Regions from separate parts of the Sus scrofa genome. Here all the other regions are linked to region 2. The links are chromatin contacts, called in public HiChIP or PLAC-seq maps. All regions are on one chromosome and are shown on one strand. The core of a region is the stretch at or near the end of the contact, and the rest is flanking DNA. Distances in the headings are between cores, read along the strand shown. Region 1 overlaps MKL2 (MKL/myocardin-like protein 2). Region 2 overlaps MKL2 (MKL/myocardin-like protein 2). Region 3 overlaps LOC106509690 (a long non-coding RNA gene). Region 4 overlaps MKL2 (MKL/myocardin-like protein 2).

Evidence for each region. HiChIP or PLAC-seq counts read pairs in DNA pulled down with a chosen protein or histone mark.
Region 1: a contact with region 2 is called in an H3K27ac HiChIP or PLAC-seq map of alveolar macrophages. The contact joins two enhancer-like sites. A contact is called at or near these places in 1 of 47 Hi-C or Micro-C datasets (embryonic fibroblasts) and 2 of 2 datasets of contacts at active chromatin or transcription factors (alveolar macrophages and skeletal muscle).
Region 3: an H3K27ac HiChIP or PLAC-seq map of skeletal muscle shows a contact between it and region 2, with 12 times the contacts expected there. The contact joins two enhancer-like sites. A contact is called at or near these places in 1 of 5 promoter capture datasets (liver), 20 of 47 Hi-C or Micro-C datasets (adipose tissue, alveolar macrophages, brain and 12 more) and 2 of 2 datasets of contacts at active chromatin or transcription factors (alveolar macrophages and skeletal muscle).
Region 4: a contact with region 2 is called in an H3K27ac HiChIP or PLAC-seq map of skeletal muscle. The contact joins two enhancer-like sites. A contact is called at or near these places in 3 of 47 Hi-C or Micro-C datasets (embryonic fibroblasts and skeletal muscle) and 2 of 2 datasets of contacts at active chromatin or transcription factors (alveolar macrophages and skeletal muscle).

What each region holds. Positions count from the first base shown.
Region 1 is chr3:29,210,922-29,214,397 of Sscrofa11.1, forward strand. The region is part of intron 1 of MKL2 (MKL/myocardin-like protein 2); the gene reads right to left. Among named protein-coding and RNA genes, the nearest start is that of MKL2, 27 kb to the right of the region's middle. Within about 2 kb of position 1,745, at least 21 of the 83 cell types and tissues checked have an H3K27ac peak or open chromatin away from gene starts, as enhancers often do. A contact at or near this core is called in alveolar macrophages and skeletal muscle, where this site is marked.
Region 2 is chr3:29,042,820-29,046,090 of Sscrofa11.1, forward strand. The region is part of intron 4 of MKL2 (MKL/myocardin-like protein 2); the gene reads right to left. Among named protein-coding and RNA genes, the nearest start is that of TRNAT-CGU, 110 kb to the left of the region's middle. Within about 2 kb of position 1,477, at least 63 of the 83 cell types and tissues checked have an H3K27ac peak or open chromatin away from gene starts, as enhancers often do. A contact at or near this core is called in adipose tissue, alveolar macrophages, brain and 4 more, where this site is marked.
Region 3 is chr3:29,260,711-29,264,100 of Sscrofa11.1, forward strand. It overlaps LOC106509690 (a long non-coding RNA gene), which reads right to left. Exons shown (of 4, transcript XR_002342411.1): 1 at 693-3,390. Among named protein-coding and RNA genes, the nearest start is that of MKL2, 22 kb to the left of the region's middle. Within about 2 kb of position 1,426, at least 47 of the 83 cell types and tissues checked have an H3K27ac peak or open chromatin away from gene starts, as enhancers often do. A contact at or near this core is called in adipose tissue, alveolar macrophages, brain and 4 more, where this site is marked.
Region 4 is chr3:29,177,545-29,181,085 of Sscrofa11.1, forward strand. All of the region lies in intron 1 of MKL2 (MKL/myocardin-like protein 2), which reads right to left. Among named protein-coding and RNA genes, the nearest start is that of MKL2, 61 kb to the right of the region's middle. Within about 2 kb of position 1,952, at least 1 of the 83 cell types and tissues checked has an H3K27ac peak or open chromatin away from gene starts, as enhancers often do. A contact at or near this core is called in skeletal muscle, where this site is marked.

The sequences.
Region 1 (3,476 bases), core at 495-2,994, 170 kb after region 2:
GACACAATCTGAGATGAAGTAATACATTAGCAGCCTATCACTAATTAACACGCAACCAGAGGCTTTTCCTGCTCCAGAACATGAAACACGCATTTTTTTTTTCTTTTAAGGCCACACGCATGGCATATGGAAGTTCTTGGGCTAGGGGTCAGATCGGAGATGCAGCTGCCACCTATGCTCCGGCCACAGCAACACTGACGCTCCCTCTGCAACCTTTGCCACAGCTTGTGGCAACCCTGGATCCTTAACCCACTGAATGAGGCCAGGGACTGAACCCACATCCTCATGACACTATGTTGGGTTCTTAACTTGCTGAACAGCAACGGGAATTGCAAAAGAGGCATGTTTTGAAGCAGAGTCCAGAACTTCCAAACAGAAAAGGATCCTGCTCTGAAGGAAAGATCTAGGTAGGAGACAAAAGTTGGGGGATCCTGTATGCTGTGCAGGGACTAAAGGCTCATTAGAGACAGGAATGAGAGTGTCCCCCAATATAATTTATCCGGAGCCAGTATTCTGCCTTGTTGCCTTTGCGCTTGCTGTTCCTTAGGCCCAGAATGCCTTTTCCTCAGCTCTTCTTGGGGCAGGCTTCCTCTCATTATCCAGGGTCAGCTCATCACAAAGGCCTCTCATGGAGTTCCCATTGTGGCTCAGTGGAAATGAATCTGATTAGCATCCATGAGGACGCAGGTTTGATCCCTGGCCTCGCTCAGTGGGTTGAGGATCTGGCATTGCCATGAGCTGTGGTGTAGATCGCAGACATGACTCAGATCCTGCGTTGCTGTGGCTGTGATCTAGGCCAGCAACTACAGCTCCGATTTGACCCCTAGCCTGGGAACTTCCATATGCCGCAGATGTGGCCCTACAATTAAAACAAACAAACAAACAAACAAAAAAAGGTGTGGCCCTAAAATAAGATAAAAAAAGGGGGGGGGGCTCTCATACCATCAGCTAAAGCAGCATTCCTTTCCCCTGGTCACTCCATGGCCAGGCTCTCCAAGGCCCTATCACTCTCTGAAATGATTTTATTTGCATTTTAAGGTGCTTATAAGGTATACCCCAACTAGGCTATCAGCTCCAAGAATGCTAGGACTTGGCTTCTTTGGGGGTATCCCTAATGTCCAAACAATAGCTGAAACATGATGGGCATTCAACAAACGTGTGTTGAATGAACGGAAGACTAAAACACAAGGTCGCCTCTGCCATAATCAATAAGAGACATACAAGGTGAGATTCTTTAAGGGTATGGAAGAGGATGGAAGAGAATTCATTGAAAAACGTTGGGATGTGTTCATGGCAGACGGGTGATTGACAGGATGATGGACCAACACAAGCAGGGTCTTGGCAGTGGGTGTCAATCCCATTTGGCCAGACCGAAGCGGGTATGGACAGAGGTGACTCTGTCGTCAAGGTCGTTAAGGTTAAGCTTCAGGGTTCATCACTTGCACGGGCACTTCTGAGGTCCTAGCAAGGAGCTCGCATGGTTATTCATGCGGATAACCTTTGCCAGAGTGTGAGAGTTTGACTGCACTCCGTTGAGACCAATGTCTCCTTCCTTCCACTGCGCTCATCTCACGTCCTCTTGGGGTGGGGAGGCCGGAATTTCTGTGGGTTTTCTTGGATCTCGCTGAGGGAAGTTGAGTTGGAGATACACGTGGTCTGGGTCGAGAGGGCTCTACTTGTGCAGTTCAAGGTCACTTCCTCATCTGGTTCAGTAACTGCTACCCCCGGAGGACTGGACAGTGAGCGGAAGGGTCGGGGGACAGAACCTTGAAGAGGCTCCCCCTTTAACCAGAGGAAAGGAACTAGCACTATTGAGCAATCACTCTTTGCCAGGCGTCATGCCAAGGACTGGATGTACATGCTCTTGGTTAATTCTCAAACCACCCGATAAGGCAACCTGATACTGTACCCTTTCCATAGACGCAAACCGGAAGCTCAGAAGCATTAGGATTGAACCAGGTTTATTCCGCTCTAAAACCTATGTCATTCCCACACATGGGGAAGGAGAGGAAAGAGAAGTGCTTTGGGGCGGTGACAAGGAAGCTGGTGGGGGACAGAACATGAACAGGAAGGAAACAATGGCCAGTGGGGACACATCTCACGGAGCCAGGGATGGAAAATGCAAATGCCCGCCAGGCTGGGCAGTTCAGCAAGTGAGTGCGGGTGTTTTCAGCATAAAACTCCTAAGGATTGTCTTTGCTTACAGAGATTGATTTATGCTTTCTTTTCAAAAAACATACCACTTCCTTGGTCTGGTTTTCAATTTCCTGGGTACAGGAAGGATTTCTTGAGCGTAAGGAATACGACTCTGTGTGTGCAATGATCCTGGGCTCTGGAGTCTTGGTTTCAGGGCTGGGGATGGGTGGGGAGTATGGAAAACTGAAGAACTCCTGCAGATACTCGGCTCCAGTCCACGATGCCAGGGGGGAATGGGGACCTAGGATTGTCAGATCTGACTTTCTAAGAGAAGCCAAAAAAAAAAAAAAAAAAAAATCAGATTTTTGTGTAAATTCTTAATTTCTGAATGTTGTCAATGATTTTTTTTTTTTTTTGTCTTTTTGTCTTTTGAGGACCGCACCCGCAGCATATGGAGATTCCCAGGTTAGGGGTCTAATCGGAGCTGCAGCCACCGGCCTACATCAACGCCAGATCCGAGCTGCGTTTGTGATCTACACCACAGCTCATGGCAACGCCGGATCCTTAATCCATTGAGCGAGGCCAGGGATTGAACCCAAAACCTCATGGTTCCTAGTCAGATTCATTTCTGCTGAGCCATGACAGGAACTCTGAATTCACTTTTTAAAGATTAATGTAGAGCCTGCAAGGTATATCTGTGAGTCAGCTATGGAACCATGTTTGGTCTGGAATTAATGAGGTCAGTGAGAATAATAAACAATGATGCGGGAGTTCCCCTCGTGGCGCAGTGGTTAACGAATCCCACTAGGAACCATGAGGTTGCCTGCCGGTTCGGTCCCTGCCCTTGCTCAGTGGGTTAACGATCCGGCGTTGCCGTGAGCTGTGGTGTAGGTTGCAGACGAGGCTCGGATCCCACGTTGCTGTGGCTCTGGTGTAGGCCAATGGCTACAGCTCCGATTAGACCCCTAGCCTGGGAACCTCCATATGCCGTGGGAGCAGCCCCAAAGAAATAGCTAAAAGACAAAAAAAATAAATAAATAAATAAAATAAAAAATAAAAAAATAAAAAAAACAATGATGCAACCTGATGATGAGGAATGTGAGACTATTTAATATGCACCAAGTACTGTTTTAAACGTCTGAACTGAAAGAACTGATTTAAGTTTCACCACAACCCTGTAAAGGGAGATATTATTATCCCCATCTTATCATTGAGAAACTGAGGCTCAGCGAGGCTCATGTTCCCATAGACGCAAAGGGTGGAGCCAGGATCGACAACAAGCCGTCTGACTCTAGAACCCAGGTTCTTCAACCCCAAAGCTGGTTTAAAAGAAGAAAAAA
Region 2 (3,271 bases), core at 227-2,726:
GGCAACCCTATTGTCTGGTTCCTGGCAACAGCTATTTATACTGCATTGTGTGTTTGTTTCCATCTAGATGTTTGTTTTTTCTACCAGTAGGCAAAAGTACTATCTTCTAAAAATGCACTAGTTTGTCATCACATTCTCATATTCTAAATGTATCCAAAAAATCAAGGAGGCATATTGTTTTGGAGAAGCACAAATGCTGTCCGGCAGGTAACTACGTTTACTGTCTGGGTCTCTAAAGGTGAGGAAGAGCGGGTGGAGAGTGGAGGGGGCGGCTGAGGGCAGGAGCTGAAAGCAGAGAAAATGAAAAGAGGTGACTGGGTGGGGGTGCAGTGGGGTTTCTCCCAAAGAACACCAGAAAATCAAATTCAAAGTAAACAGGCATGAGAAAGGTGACTTTCAAATCTCAAATTCAGGAAAAACTTATTCTTTGAACATTCCAAATTTTGTACTCAGTGGTCTCTGGTCTCCAGCGGCTATAGCAAAGCATGTCATGCACAGGTCTTGCACACTTGGGTGTGCCAGAACACAGGACGGTAATGCCCAGACCTTTGGACATTTTTCTTAAATCAATCAGTGCCATACCTGTGCAGTAGCCATTTACAATATTTGAGAGTATTCTTAAGCTTTCTTGCTTTGTTTAAAAAAAAAAAAAAACCCACAAAACTATGTAATGTGCTTAAGAAAACAAAACAAAACAAAATGATGGTGCAATGTGCATGATAACCAATTAAACCAAACATTTAAAGATATAATTAAGAGCTAGTTACCTTCTTGGTTTTAAACAATACAAACCATAAACATGCTAATTAGAAAAAAAATCATTTTCCTGGAATTACGTGCTTGTAAATCTAAAAGAAGCGGTGTTCTGAAAAACACTGAAAAGGAAATGGCCTCTCCGCAAGTGGGGGTGGGGGCCCCCCAAGATTGGAGAACATGAGAAAATAGACAAAATGAACCTGGAAGGATTTTACTGAAATGACGACTGGCTTCCTAAGCCCTCTCCACTGTATCCACTGCTGCCAAATCTCTAGAGTTCTATCAGTTCAGCAATCTTGAGAAAGAGCTATCAGGAACAGCATTAAGCTTTCCTTTCAGAGAACTTGGACCCGGTACACACTGGACAGAGAGTAGACAGACACACAGCATGGGAAGCAGACACACGCTGGGCCCGGCTGACAGGAATATGAATTCGGCAGTTTTGCCCCTGGCCACAGACAGACTGACCTTCCTTGAGACTTTTCTGGTTGCTCCCTTCAAGGCATTCCTTTTCTTTGAGCGGCTCAAAATCGCCAGCAGTTAAAATCTCCGGGAAGCCCTGTTGCTGCTTCTTGGAGCTATCGATCATGGTGAGAGGCTTCTGCAGACAGGCAGCATCAAGCAGGAGAAAAGCTCAATTTGCCGAAGGAACGGCAGAGGCCAGCGCTCAGAATCCCCTGGTCCCTGGCTCCTGGGTGCTCCTCACAATACCCAACCACCAGGCAATTCTGTCTTTTAAGCCGCAGAAGGCAGACGCTACCCCTTAGTTTCCAGCTTGACCTGCAAATCCACTTGGGCTGCTGGAAGCCCTAAACTCTCCCACGTAGTCGGGAGGCAGAGCCCCGGAGGCACGATGCTGAGAGCCCACCCCTTTTCCCAGCCAGCCCCCTTCCCCCTGCCATGCCAGCTTCCCCCGCACCGGGGACTTCGAGCTGCAGTTTGATGGTCCGAATCATCTGACAAACACTGACTCAAGCAGTTAAAAATAAATCCCCTAGTTGTTAAAAAGAGAAGACTTTGCTGATACCTAAGAAGACAAATTGCTGCCTGTGGTCTCTCTCCGGCTCTCTATAAACACAGCCGCGGACCGTGGAAATACTTTCTATCAGCCGGCCAAGCACATTCATTACTCATTAAGTTCTCCGGCTAAACAGACGGCGGTCTAGGGCATCTAGAGGAAGAGGGTCTTATCTCAGCAGAGGCACCACACTGAATAAACATGCTACTGGCAAATCTGGATAAAAACAGAGGCATGCCACCTCACAGCACTCTCGTGGCGTGCCTCTGCTGCGCCCGGCTCTCCCCGCCCCGGCTCGGCCGGCGCTGTCACAGGGAAGTGTCCGAACTGCGGCTTTCCGCCTCCGCCAATGCAGACCTGGGCGGCAATTTTCCTTTGTGCCACTAGTCGGCCGAGAGAGTTAACATCGCCATGATTGTGCTAAGGAAAAATCCTCTTCCCCCGCCGCGAAAAGCAGACACCGAGAGCTTCTAGCTCCTAACAGACTGATCCAGCGACCAGCCAAGTTGAAGTTCACCTGAGCTATCAGTGGGCACCTCTTCCCCGAGTCATGGTGCTGTCCTCTAGACACAGAGATGCTGCGTGAGGAAGATCTCTAGGTAAGGCAACTCCAGGCAAAGCGGAAACAAGTCTGCCTGCATACACCCCAAACGTGCATCTATCTACAGCCGACGCCAAAAAATAAATAAAATCTTATTTCAATGGTTCCAAGTATGTTCATTTGCAAAGAGCTCCCATAAAACCCCTCAGAGGTTGTGAGAGCAGTAGACGGAGTCCTCCTCCATGAGAGATCTGTTCACTTTTCTTAAAAAAATAATCAATATTTAGCAGTGTCTGGAATGCTGGAGAGTTGTCAATAAATACTTGTTGCATGACTGAGTGAATGAATTAAAGCAAAATACTCAGAGCTCTTCTTTTGATAATACGCAGCGTCACTAATTTAAGGTAAACAACTGCATACATGTTCTTTAAAGAAAGCCCATTTTTTCTCTTTAAAAGAAAATACACAAATACACTTTCTATGTGCATCTGACATGGTCCTTCTGTGGAATAAAGAAAGGTTCATTTTACAGACAGAAAAATCAATATTTTCATCAATTAACAGAGATACGGACTAGAAGAAGACTCTTTCCTTTGTCCCTGGTTCCAAGGCTGGTGTGCACTAAACCTGTGCTGTTCTAGAAAGATAGTTATCTACTCTTCTCCAGCATCTCTCGAGAATGAGATTACACAACACATGACATGCGTCTTGTCAACTGAAATTCCTTCTGAGGCAGTTTAAAGCCATCATTGCTGGTCTAAACCCCTGCAGGAACAAGCAGCGGACAAACTTAACACACTTCTCAAAAATGCCCTTGAATGCTGTTATTTCTGATCCTAAGGCTTCTATTCGTCAAAATTAACTGTTCCTACACCTTTAAGAGAGTGTTCTTACACTCCTTTAAGGAGTAAGAAAAATAAACATCATTATTTGCAGACATTCTTTCGGTCGGTCAC
Region 3 (3,390 bases), core at 176-2,675, 220 kb after region 2:
TAAATAACTCACCTATTACACACACTCTGGGCGTGTGGGATCAGCACACCAGCCTTAGATGGTATGACTTCATGATCGCTTCAGGTGTGTACCCTCGGGGTTTGCACCCAAATACAAGGCAATAGATGGGTATGGATGGGGCAGTGAGGGAGTGTACGCAGAGCTTCAGGGTAAACCACCATAAAAATGGGTTGGCCAGGTTTTTTTCCCCCTCACCAAACTGTATTTCTTAAAAATCCCTGGTGGCTTAGCTGTTAAGGATCCAGTGTTGTCACTGCTGTGGTGATGTTCTATCCCTGATCTAGGAAATTCTGCATGGTGTGCCCCCCCCCCAAAAGACCAAAAACTTTGCAGTGTAATTTACATACAACACACAGCAGTACTTAAAATGTATACTTTGATGATAACTGGCATATGTGTATGTTGTGACACCATCAATGCAAGATTCCGGACATTCCATGAACTCCAAATGAGTTTTCTTGTGGGTATGGCCAGTTTTTATCTTCAGTTTGGAAACTTTTTTGGTTTTGAGGGAATTGGATCTCACTAGGAGCCCAGGGCTCACCTTGGGGTCACTGATGGTATTGAAGTGATCCCTTAGCACCCCCATCCCCCACTCAGCAAATCCACCCCTTCCGCAGGGAGAACAATCCCTCTGACCAACAAAAGACGGGACTTCCAGTATGACTCACCCTCAGTCCTGGGGCTCATACTCAGGCTCTGATAAGAGGCAGTCAATCTGTCCTCCGTTTGTTTATAATGAGTCACGCTGGAAATCAGGCAGCTCCTTTTTTTTTTTTTTTTTCCTCTCCCGCGTCACCGTTGGGCAAGACCCAGAGGCAGCTACACCCCCATTCAAAGTGCAGTCATCCTTATAGAGTCCGGTGACTCAATGGGGCCCCCTACCGGTGGAGACAGGCAGGGCCACGTCGTGGAGCTGAGGTCGGCCTTTCTCCCCTGCTTCAAGGACGGATCTCAGCGACTTCCAGATTTGCAAGAGGAACTCGGGAAAAAGCAGCTGAGTTTTCTGTGCATCCTGTCCACCGCCCCCAATTATTAGTGACAGAGTGGGGAATGAGTCACAACTTGCAGCCGGTGCCCACGCTGCAGCGATTAAGCACATAATTGCTTCAATGATGAACCTTCCTCCAACTGCAGTCCCCCCCACCCCTGACCCCGGAGCTTTTGACTGTGAGCCTGCAGTCTCGGGGGCAGGAATTGTGAGGGCCTGGCTTTAAAAAGACGATGCCTCTTGGACCCGGATTTAAAATTCCTGCGTACAAGTCCTGATGGGAGCCTGGGGGAGGTTTCAACTAGAATTAATATCATGATCAAGTCAACATAAAGTAGATTGATCTGCTGTTTCAAGGTACTGCGGCAAAGCCCTCTGTTTGGAGAACAAATCACCATAGCAACTCAGCCGCCCCAGTTACAGTAGGCTCAGGACGACCAAAATAAAAATCCTCACCAAATCTCAGGATTGGCTGAGAGCTGCTGTCAGACTTTCGGTTTCCAGCCGACATTAGCCAGCACGCATTAATGTTTCCTAAATCGCTGAAAGGGATGCTTTAAATAGTAATAAAACTATCCAGCCAGGTTAGAGAGGGGTTCTGCTCCCCCCGCCCCCCGCTTCTAGTTTAAACACGAGCAGATCCCATCGCCAAACAGCAGCATTTGTCCTTAAAATAGACCAGAAAAGGGCTCATTGTTACTTATCGTGGTTTGCTAGTTCCGTTCCAAGTTAGGGGTACATAGCACAATAAATGCTGATTTGTAAGAAGAGCCAAATCAGTATAACAGGTTTTCTGTAGGTGTGAAAGGAAAAAAAGGGAAAGCACTCTTTTCTCCCTCCATCCCCAGGACCTCAGCCCTGGGTTTTGGTTCCATTCATTACCTGTTCTCTCTCCTGCATCTTCCTTCTCTCACTGGGTCCTGGCGCCTTCCTTCTGATCACCTTGGCCTAAGGCTTGCCCAGTCTCGCAATCCTAAGGATTCCTCGGTGCCTCAGTCTGGCGTGTGCCCCAGGCTCCCTGCAACCACCATCCTGGACACCCAGAGCTCCCCTGCCGTGTTGCAAACTGAGGCCACCAGCGTTCCTGCTGCTCAACTCCTGACCCTGTGGGTCACTGCCTTGAAATTCTCCCCTGCTTTTGATTCTGGTGGCGGCATGATCCAGAATCTTCTTTTTAGAATGTATCCTCTATCATCTCACCTCCTAAATGTAGGCATTTTCTAAAGTCCTGTTTCATATTTGCTCATTTATTTTTTGTCTTCAATTCTCACTTCCCAGCAGAGGTCTGCCACCTCTTCGGTTGAGACTGCCTGACCATGGCTCTCGCAAAACTCGATCCTAAGTGAGCTGAGCCTTGCCTGCACAGTCTTTCTCCAGACTCTTTGTTTCTGTTAATGGCTTCCTTGTCTCCTGAGGCTTCAAGGCGAGGTGTTATTCAGATTCTTCCTAGGCATGTAATTTCCTTGCCGCATTCCCTAGACTGTCCTTTGATGCTTCTTCAGTTTATGTCCTTTCCATTCCCAAAGCTATACCATCTGAGTTTTGGCCAAAACCACCTGTTGCTTAGATTGTTAATGACAGTTTCTGAAATGGTCTTTTCACCTGCAGCCCTTCCCCCCAGGTAGCAAGGTATGGTAGAAAGGAAGGCGGCTTTGGAGTTGGGGTCCCATCTCTGCCCTTTATGTCCACGGTGACTTTAATTTCTTGATCCCTCCGAGGCTTCATCTCCTCATCTGTAAAGCAGGTGTCATCCCTCTTTCAGGGTGTGAGGATTTAATGGGGGTAACATATGTGAAATATCTAAGTGCTCAACCGATCTTAGTTCCTTTCCATTGCAAACTTACTACTGCCAGACCCAAGTCTTAAAACAGCCTTCTTGGTCACGTCCTTCCCTTACTCCAATGTTCCTTTTTCTACTGAAATAAGAACAAACTCCTCAAGCCTAGCACTTGGGAGACTCCTACACTATGCCCCCCGTGTCTTGTTCCCACTCTGCTGTTCACGACTTTCTTGAAACACCATTCTGTTTCCCATCTGTTTCTTTGCTTGTGCTCTGTGCTTGGACGTCAGTGCATCATCTGCATCTCTGTCTGATGAAATCCTAGCTGTGCTTTCAGTCTCATCTTGAATCCTACGTTCTCTTTGAGGCCAGCCCTGCCCCTAGCCCTGGATATGACTTCATTCTCTGAGCCCTGCCGCACTGATCCCTCTCTAGAGGTGTTTTTAAGACCTTACTTGCTCATGTTCTTTGTTGGACTTCTCTTTGCTGCACGACTGAACGTCCTTGCTGGCGTGGACTGGTACAGCATCAGATCCAGAGGGGGCCCTCCGCCTTATGCAATAAATGCCTTTTGCCAAAAACAAACCTGCCCAGTCAC
Region 4 (3,541 bases), core at 702-3,201, 140 kb after region 2:
TGCTGTGGCTCAGTGGTTAACGAATTCTACTAGGAACCATGAGGTTGCGGGTCTGATCCCTGGTCTTTCTCAGTGGATTAACAATCTGGCGTTGCCGGGAGCTGTGGTGTAGGTCGCAGACGTGGCTCGGATCCCATGTTGCTGTGGCTCTGGTGTAGGCCGGTGGCTACAACTCCGATTTGACCCCTAGCCTGGGAACCTCCATATGCCATGAGAACGGCCCAAGAAATGGCAAAAAGACCAACAAACAAACAAACAAACAAACAAAAAACCCGATGTAGGAAGTAAGGCCCTTCATATATCCAGGCAGATACATGCACCCCTCTGTTCACTGCAGCACTATTCGCAATAGCTAAGATAGGGAAACAGCCTAAATGCCCATCGACAGATGAATGGATTGAGAAGGTGTGGTATATACACAATGGAATACTACTATGCCATAATTAAAAAAATGAAATAATGCCATTTGCAGCAACATAGATGCAACTAGAGATTCTCATACTAAGTGAAGTAAGTTAGAAAGAAAAAGACAAATACCATGTGATATCACTTATATGTGGAAACTAAAATATGGCACAAATGAACCTTCCTACAAAGCCGAAACAGACTCACAGACATAGAGAATAGACCGTGGTTGCTGAGGGGGAGGGGGAAGGGAGTGGGATGGACTGGGAGTTTGGGGTTAGTAGATGCAATAAGCAATGAGGTCCTGCTGTGTAGCACAGGGAACAATATCCAGTCTCTTGGGATAGACCATGATGGAAGATCATATAAGAAATGGAATGTGTATGTATATCTTTGGGTCACTGTTTTACAGCAGAAATTGGCACAACACTGTAAATCAAATATACGTTAATTTAAAATTTTTTTTAAATTAAAAAAAAAAAAAAGTAAGGCCCTTAAGAGTTATTCATTTCTTGGGGGAGGGATTTGAGGTAGGGTGTTTCATGCAATCACCCATGCATACTAAGTGCTATGCTGGCTCTGGGGATGTCATGACGAACTTCAGACATGGTTCTCAGCCTCAGAGAGCTTACTTTCTAGGGGAGGAGAACAGACCAGACATAAAGTACAGAAGAAAACGAGGATAACTGTGAGCCGTGATAGAAAGCATGAGGGAAATCAGCAAAGAGGTCTGGGAAAACGTTTCTAAGGTGATGACACCAAGGCTGAGACCCGAGGAATGAAAAGGAGAGAAACGCATCAAAAATGGAGAAGAACAGAGGGAACAATGTGGACAAAACCCTGAGCCAGATGGGAGCTTGCTGTGTTTGAGGAGATGAGGCACCAATTACCAGGAACACTAGGTTCTAATTTGACTTAGAAAAGAATCCTAGGAGTTCGCACCTGGCACTGTGGGTTAAGGATCTGGCATTGCTGCAACTGTGAGGCAGGCTGCAGCAGCAGCTCAGATTCAGTCCCTGGCCAGGAAACTTCCATATGCCTTGAGTGTGGCCAACCAAAAAAAAAAAAAAAGAAAAGAATCCTAAACCCACAGTCACCACCACAACCACCACTGCATTTCACTTGGTCCTGCCAACGGCCCTACCAGACAGCAGCGGTAAATGAAATCACCACCACCAGGCCAGAACCTCCGTAAATTTAATAGCAGACAGAGCGTAATCATATGCTGTACTCTAAGCGTTTATGCACTCCCCCAAATTCTTCTGTTGAAACCTAATCCTCAACATGATGATATTAGGAGGTGGAGGCCTTTGGAGATGAGGGTGGAGCCCCTGTGAAGGGATTAGTGCCCTTAGTGCCGTTAGAACAGAGGTCCCTTTGTGTTCCCTTGCCCCTCAGTATGTGAGGACATGGTGAGAAGTTGGTGTCTATGAATCCGGAAGTGGACTGTCACCAGACACTGAATCTGCCGGTGAATCATCCCTGGACCACCAGCCTTTGGAATGGTGAGCACTAAATGTTTATGTATCACCCAGTTTATGGCATTGTTGTTATAGCAGCCAGGAGGGACCAAGACACCATGCTGGTGTTTTATGGTCGTGTGAGGACATGTGGCATAATTCACGTCAGTGAGGAAATCAATCTCCTTGCTGCTCTTTTCCTTCACGAAACCTGATATGAGAGGAAGAGGCCAGATTGGAAGGCCTCTTCGTTAGCAGAGCATGTTTGTGAGAGAAGAAACTTGGGAGGGAATGTCCAGAGCAGAGCTTGAAATGGGGAAGTTGAGAAGAAAAGAGTTGTTCTTTTAAGAAAAGGTGGAATTTGCAATATCCAAGCCATGGAAACAATCTAAATGTCCCTAGGCCGATGAATGGATAAAGAAGATGCGGTACATGTGTACACAATGGAATACTACCCGGTCATCAAAAATGAAATAATGCCATTGGCAGCAGCATGGATGAACTGGGAAATTACCATACTACTTAGTGGATTAAGTCAGATAAAGACAAATTTCATATGATATCCACTTATATGTGGAAGCTAAAACGTGACCCAAAAGAACCTATCTGTAAGACAGAAACAGACTCACGGACACAGAGAAACGACTTGGGTTGCCAGGGGTGGGGGAATGAGGAGGGAAGGACTGGGAGTTTGGGGTTAGCAGTTGCAAACTACTATATAGAGGATGGATAAACACCAGGGTCCTACTGTCTGGCACAGGGAACTATATTCAATAGCCTGTGATAAACCATAACGGAAGAAAGTATGTGCCAAAGAATCCATAAAACTGAATCACTTTGCTGTACAGCAGAAATGAACACAACATGGCAAATCAACTCTACTTCAATAAACTTTTTTCTGAAAAGGTCAAAGCGGAGAAGAATATTGGCAGGGGGTGGAGAGGGGTGGTAAAAGAAGAAAGAAAGAGAAGGATGTTTCCAGGACATGGAAGGATGACCCTGAAACTCATTTATCAGTCGTCCGTATTGCAAACTCCTTCCAGACCCCAAAACCCTTGTAAAGTCTACCACACACTCAGATCTAGTGCATCTTTGTGCATCTGTGTGTCTGGGAGTGCCTCTGTGTATGTCTGGGTGTGAGACTGTGTGTGTCTATCTGCGTGTGTGGGGGTGAGCATCTGTGTGTGCCCTGGGTGTGTCTAGGCGTGTGTGTCTGGCTGTGACTCTATGAATGTCTGGGTGTGTGTCTGCATGTGAGTTTGTATATGTCTGTGGACCTGTCTGTTGGGGGGAGGGCATGCATCTGTGTGCGTCTGGGTGTAAGTGTCTGGATGTGCATCTGTGTGTGTGAACATTTGTTTGTGTGTATCGTTGTGTCTGTCTATGCTTGGATGTGTCTGTTTTTATGTGCCTTTCTTCCTGAGTGTGTGTGTACCTCTAGCTGTATATGTTTGTGTCTGGGTATGTTTGTGTGTGTGTGTGCGTGCCCTGGAAATCACAACAGGGAACTGAACACGTGCAGAGTGAAGACAAAGGAATTGCCACAAGACCGCAAAAGTCTGCTGAGACAGGAGGCAGTGGAGGTGCAGGTGACAATGAGAGTGTAAGGGCCCAGGAATCCAATGACATCTTTGCAAGGACATCGGTGTCTCCCCAGGACTTGGACTGTGCGTGGG